Linked DNA regions of Rattus norvegicus: region 2 is linked to region 1. The links are chromatin contacts, called in public Hi-C maps. All regions are on one chromosome and are shown on one strand. Each heading gives the region's core, a stretch centred on a gene start, on an enhancer-like site or on the middle of the called end of the contact. The rest is flanking DNA. Distances are from core to core; before and after follow the strand shown. Region 1 holds the start of Relch (RAB11 binding and LisH domain, coiled-coil and HEAT repeat containing). Region 2 has its middle 48 kb from the start of Zcchc2.

The links. Hi-C and Micro-C count contacts between places; a contact is called where the count stands out from the background.
Region 2: a contact with region 1 is called in a Hi-C map of frontal cortex, with 3 times the contacts expected there. The contact joins the enhancer-like site here to the promoter of Relch in region 1. A contact is called at or near these places in 5 of 12 Hi-C or Micro-C datasets (the A7r5 cell line, the Rat2 cell line, Schwann cells and 2 more).

The regions. Positions count from the first base shown.
Region 1 is chr13:22,320,118-22,322,888 of GRCr8, reverse strand. It overlaps Relch (RAB11 binding and LisH domain, coiled-coil and HEAT repeat containing), which reads right to left and starts at 1,347. Exons shown (of 29, transcript NM_001134546.1): 1 at 583-1,347. The coding sequence starts at 1,108. Pign (phosphatidylinositol glycan anchor biosynthesis, class N) reads left to right here and starts at 1,545. Exons shown (of 31, transcript NM_001100584.1): 1 at 1,545-1,696.
Region 2 is chr13:22,681,225-22,683,995 of GRCr8, reverse strand. It overlaps a transcript of Zcchc2 not described here. Among named protein-coding and RNA genes, the nearest start is that of Zcchc2, 48 kb to the right of the region's middle. Within about 2 kb of position 1,410, at least 10 of the 93 cell types and tissues checked have an H3K27ac peak or open chromatin away from gene starts, as enhancers often do.

The DNA.
Region 1 (2,771 bases), core at 98-2,597:
TGAAACTGAATTATGTTGACATTATTTAAACAGACAACGTTGTATGAAGCAGACAAATCCCACTTCCATCATTTCATTAGCATATATTAATGATACAAAATAATGTGAAAGCACAGACAAAAGATCTTCAGTGGATTCAACTTTAGTATAGAGTACCGACGTTTCCTGTTTTGTTCTTTCTCTTGAGTGAGTCAAAGAATTACTAAGAAACATTTATTTCCTCGTAGTGTGATTCAACGGACTAGGGGAAAAGGAAAATCGCCTCGAGAAAAATGCCCAAGTAATAAGGAAGCTCTGTAGAGCGCCTTAATAGTCAATAAACTGGAAACTCTCATGTTATAGGTCCCAACACCAATAGGGAGCCAGGAGCAGTGCAACACCTGCCAGAGATCAGAAACCAATACAAAGAAGAGCGACAGTAGGATCTTTTCGCTTTCCGTACATAGGATACCTCTCATCTCGCTCAACCTAGTCTCGATTTTCAAAACGACCCTAGACTCGGAACCCGCCCACAAATACCCTTCAACTGCACAGTAACTCTAACTCCCCCAACTGCAGGTCTGACAGGCTACGCCTACTTACTGAGCTGTCCTCCGCCCGACGTCGTACTCGGTTCCCGACCTCCAGCGCCTCCAACGACGGATGCGCCGGGGATCCCAGGCGCCCCCACCCCTGGTGGGGTCCCACTCTGCCTCTCGAAGTTGCCAGGATTGGAGAAGTAATCGCGCAGCCGTGGTAGCTCGCGGCCGCTCTCCAACAGCTCGGTGTGCAGCTCCAGGGCAGTCAGCAAGTACTGATCGCGCAACAGCTGAGCGGCGATGGCATCGATTGACAATCGGGAAGGGGTCTCTCCGCTGCCCGCCAGAGCCCCCGGAGCAGCTGACGCCTCCACAGGGAGCCCCGGCCGCGTGCTGCTTCCCAGGGCCATGGGGTCCTGAGGCGACAGCGAGCCTGCAGAACCAGGATCTAGGCCGACCCCAGCACCCAGCCGAAGTCCTGCCCGCTGGTCCTCGGTCGCCGCTACCTCGTCGTCGTCCTCATCCGAATCGCTGAGGAAAGGATTTACGCCGCTACCACTGCCACCACCTCCCGGCGCCATTGCCGCCATCTTATTCTGTCAGGAGTGTGGGTGCTTTTCTACTTGGCCCGACAGGCACTCAGCCTGAATTCCCGTCGGGTCCTGAGAACCACTGACCAACTAGGCAGCCCAGGCTGGCCGCGCCTCTCCTCACCTAGGGACTAGGCCAGACTGGGAGGCAGGAGTCCGGGATGCAGCAGCACCTCCAGCCTCAGCCACCGCTGCATCGGTAGCCGACTCTGCAGGCGTCTTCCTGGTCTCTAGTCTCGCGAGAACTGGCTTGGTCCCACCTTCGCCCCGCCCCGTCCCCGCCTCAGCCCCACCCACCTCAGGCCCAGGAGTAGGAAGATTGAAGGAACCGCTCGGCACTCAAACTTAAGGCCCTGCCCACAAAGCACTCGCGGATTGGCTGGAGCTACAGGAGCCAGACCGTTCTCGCGAGAACAACCTGGGGCATGTTGGGGGCGTTCCTTTGAGGAGTAGAGCTGTGTCTGAGGGGTTCGGCTTGGTTTGAGGGAGTTGAAGGGAACCCTTCCGAGATCTTTCAGGGCCCTGGGTCCTGCCTTCGTTCTGAGGAGGCCTCATTCCCAAACTGGGCCTGAGGCGGATAAGTCGCAGGTAAAGTCTTGGGACCCTTGCACTTGAGGTGTCCCCACGCCTGCTTCTCCCTTCACGCTTCAGTTTTTGTCGCTGTTTGCTGTCTCCGCCCAGATAGCAAGTGCTTTGGGCAGTGGTCAGAATCTGGCTTCTTTGCTCTTCCGTAGTTTCCCAGCCATCTGCTCTCTCACTTGGAGGTCTGGCGACAGCATGGCCTCCTTCTAGTTAAGCGACGGCTCCTTCCCGTCCCCTCCGTTCGGGAGTAGGACCTAGAAAGCTGCAAGGTGCAGATAGAGCCTGTACGGAAATTGCAACTTCTGAGTTTCGAGATGCCTTTGCACTTATCTGTGAACAGCCTGGACTTGGACGACAAACTAAGTACTCTGTAAACCCTTGGAGATTAACATACAGTTTGGATCAAAGGAACTTTTCAAACTATTAAGCGCTATCTCTCCAGTGCAAGTGAGTAAAGTAGTCTGGGCAGCTTCAATGACCTGGTCAGGTCCACTGCATTAGGACACATTAGAACTAGTATCACCTATTTTTTGTCCAAAACCATTCTTTTCCAGAATCTCCTGAGACCTTATTGAGTTCATTTAGGTTAGAATCGAGGTTTTCATTGTAGATCAATCAAATATAGCGATTTTTAAAAATTGTATGCTGTAGAGAAATTTGATTGCCTTTATGAAACATTTAGCACATAACTATATACGTAGATTTGGAAGATCTTATATTCTTTATGTTATTCCTTCATTTTAGTTTGAGGTGGTAAGAGGAAGTTTCCCTGTCGTTATTAGACTGCTAACCCTGATAACTTCTATTTTGCCAGGCACAGATTGCCACTTTTTCCTGGTTTTGGAATTCTTTAAGTTCTTACTAACCACCTCCTAACAGACAACAAAATAAAATACCCAGCAGTGCTAACCATCTGCTCTGTTACATTGAAGCACAGTAATGTCCTTTAAAGTTTATTTCAAAGTAAAGTATACTTTAAAGCAAAGTATCTCCTTTAACTTTGTGGAAAAATAAAAATAGAGCATTTGGTTTATAACCTTTGGTCTGGTTACTGGTTAACATGTAAATTATGCCAGCAGCA
Region 2 (2,771 bases), core at 161-2,660, 360 kb before region 1:
TGGCACTCTGGCCATTTAGCAGGCCTTGGGGGGAGCTGCTGCATCCCCAATTCAGATTACTGGATTGTTTGTTCTTCCTGCTTGTGTCCAATACTCCACTTATATTTTGCTTCTTCAAAGCAGGGTCTTGCTAGTAGACTGGGGCCCACTATGCAAACCACACCGGTCTTGAACCCATTCCTCCAGCCACTGCCCTTAAGTGCTGGGATTGCAAAGGTGTCATCACCACTGACAATACTTTTACAACTTCCCAAGTCTTGGGATATTCATGGAAAGCTTAGGATACACAGAATAATCACAGCCTCTGTAAAGTTAAGCAGTTCTGTTAGAGGAGATCTGTGTACACTTCAAACTAGCACTACGGTGAGCCTTGCCTTTGTGGCAATTTAAGACAAATGCTCGAAGCTTGGCTGTCAAAGATCTAAGACTGCGTTGTCCTCCGTCGTCGTCGTCGTCGTCGTCATCGTCTTCTTCTTCTTCTTCTTCTTCTTCTTCTTCTTCTTCTTCTTCTTCTTCTTCTTCTTCTTCTTCTTCTTCCTCTTCCTCTTCCTCTTCCTCCTCCTCCTCCTCCTTCTACTTTTATTACAGTATAGTTATTCTCTTTCATTAATATTTTGCTATGCTCAACTCAGAAGTTAAACTCTGTCATGTTTATATATTGGAAAAAAAATCAGATGCTTCTAGACTCATGGTAGCATTCCATCATATATGTTAAAAGTGATTTTTTATTGGATTTTTTATTTACATTTCAAATGTTATCCCCTTTCCCAGTTTCCTGTCCATAAAAATGCGTAGCCCAGGCTGGCCTCAAACTCATGATCCTCCTGCCTCTGCCTCCTTCAGCAAATCCTACTAGCATGCGCCACCACAACTGGCCTAAGGCTTCTTATTTGTGAACGTTTCCCCATCCCGTGTCTTCCGATTCCTCAGCACAGGAGACTGGATGGACGCTTGGCTTGATGAGCAGTGTAGGCGGCAGGCAGGTCTGCCCACTGCCTGGCCCAGCCCTCTTACAGGAAGCTTTCTAGAGACAGATGCCATCTTGTTTTGGTTCAGTGCCACAGTGGGGGCAGGAGGCAGGGCATGGATGTCAGCACTGATCTCAAGCAGGAGCTTGGTCTCATCACTGATGTGTTTGTGGCATTTGCTGTCCTTGGACATCAGGAAGATCCCAGTCCTCCCAGGGTTTGCACTGTCTCAACACTGTCAAGGCGGGCAGCACTGACAGCAACACCTTGACACAAGCACATGCCTGGAAGAGGTGCCTTCTCGAGTCACCTTATGGCCAGATGCCTGCATTCATTTAGGCCTTGGGCACAGGGTAACAAAACCAAACAGTCTATCCCATTCAGCATGCTCTAAATTAGGTCAGTAGGAAATAGCTCGCTCGCACCGCTCGCATGCCCCACCAGGTGGCACTGCTTCCCAATGAGCAATTGTTTTTCTTCCTATTCAGAGGTGCCCAGTGGCTTTTCTTTTCTCAGACAGCAAAGAAACACATTGTTCCTGTTTGAAATCTGGTAACTTCCAACTTTCCAATCTCCCCCATTCTCACCCCATTGCATACCCATCCTCTTACAACACACCCTTTACCATTAGCCTCCATCTTCCTTCCTGACCAGATGTCCTGCCACATCTGTTCAGTTTCCTGCCGGAGGCTTTCATGCAGTGCTCATGAACCTTCTTGTGAGACCAGTCTCGCTTCTCCCACAGGCCTACAAACCCCTGTGGAGTCACCTCCTGCTCTTCCTCAACTGCATCCTGGGAGAGTGTTAGGATAGCATTTCAGGGTCCCCAGTGGACCACGGCAATGTGTGTCTCATTTGGAAAGAGGTATGTTAGGTCCTAGAAAGCTGAACCATCTGCATCTCACAAGGGCGACACATGTCCTCACAAGTTCCTACACACAAACCACAACAGCAAAATATGTTTCGGGCATCCCTGACTCTAAGTTAAAAAGGAGGAGAGGCAAGCCGCCCAGATGTCCACTGACTGATCAATGGACCCATTTATCAATACTCATCCTTATTTGACTACTTCAGGGTGTGAAAATGAGTGTCAGGAACACAGCGTCAGGATCACAAACCAAACGAGCGGACACAGCCCCAGAGGACACCAACTGAGCCGACGGGAGCTGAGAAGGGTGGGCTGCCATGAGAGCCCGGGGCAGCATAAGGGTCCAGTTCCCCTTCTGTGATGTGCATGTGGACAGGCTGAAGGGAAACTGGTGCCCCTCCCCTGCCCTCCCAGGTTCAAAGCCTCCTGCCATTTCCGCTTTGTGCTTGTGGTTCATGACACGAGGCCTCAGACCCTGCTCCAGCCTCCATGCTCCCATTGTGGACACTAACCCTCCGGAAAGCGTTAAGTCCAAGTAAACTGTTCTTCTATCAGTTGGTGCATGTCATGATCATGGCGCAGTCACAGAAGTAGACAAGTAACTAACATGGTGTCCGATGAACCACCACACACTCAGAGAGTGGTCAGGAATAGTCTAACAGCCTCAGGTCGGCCCTTTGCCATGTCCTGCCTATGTGGAAGCCAGGGGTAGAGGCACCGGGGAAAGACTCGGGCAGCAGAGAGCTCAGTGGCCTCCAATGCTTTAGAAATGACTGACAGCTTTAAGACTGACTTGGGACTGGGTGACAGGAGGAGGAATAAACCATATGAACATGGTACTGGACCATGGTAATTATGTTCATGGAAATCAACACAATGGATAAACTGGGTCCTTTGTGCTGCTGTAAGGGGGAAATGAAACAAGTCTAGGTTGT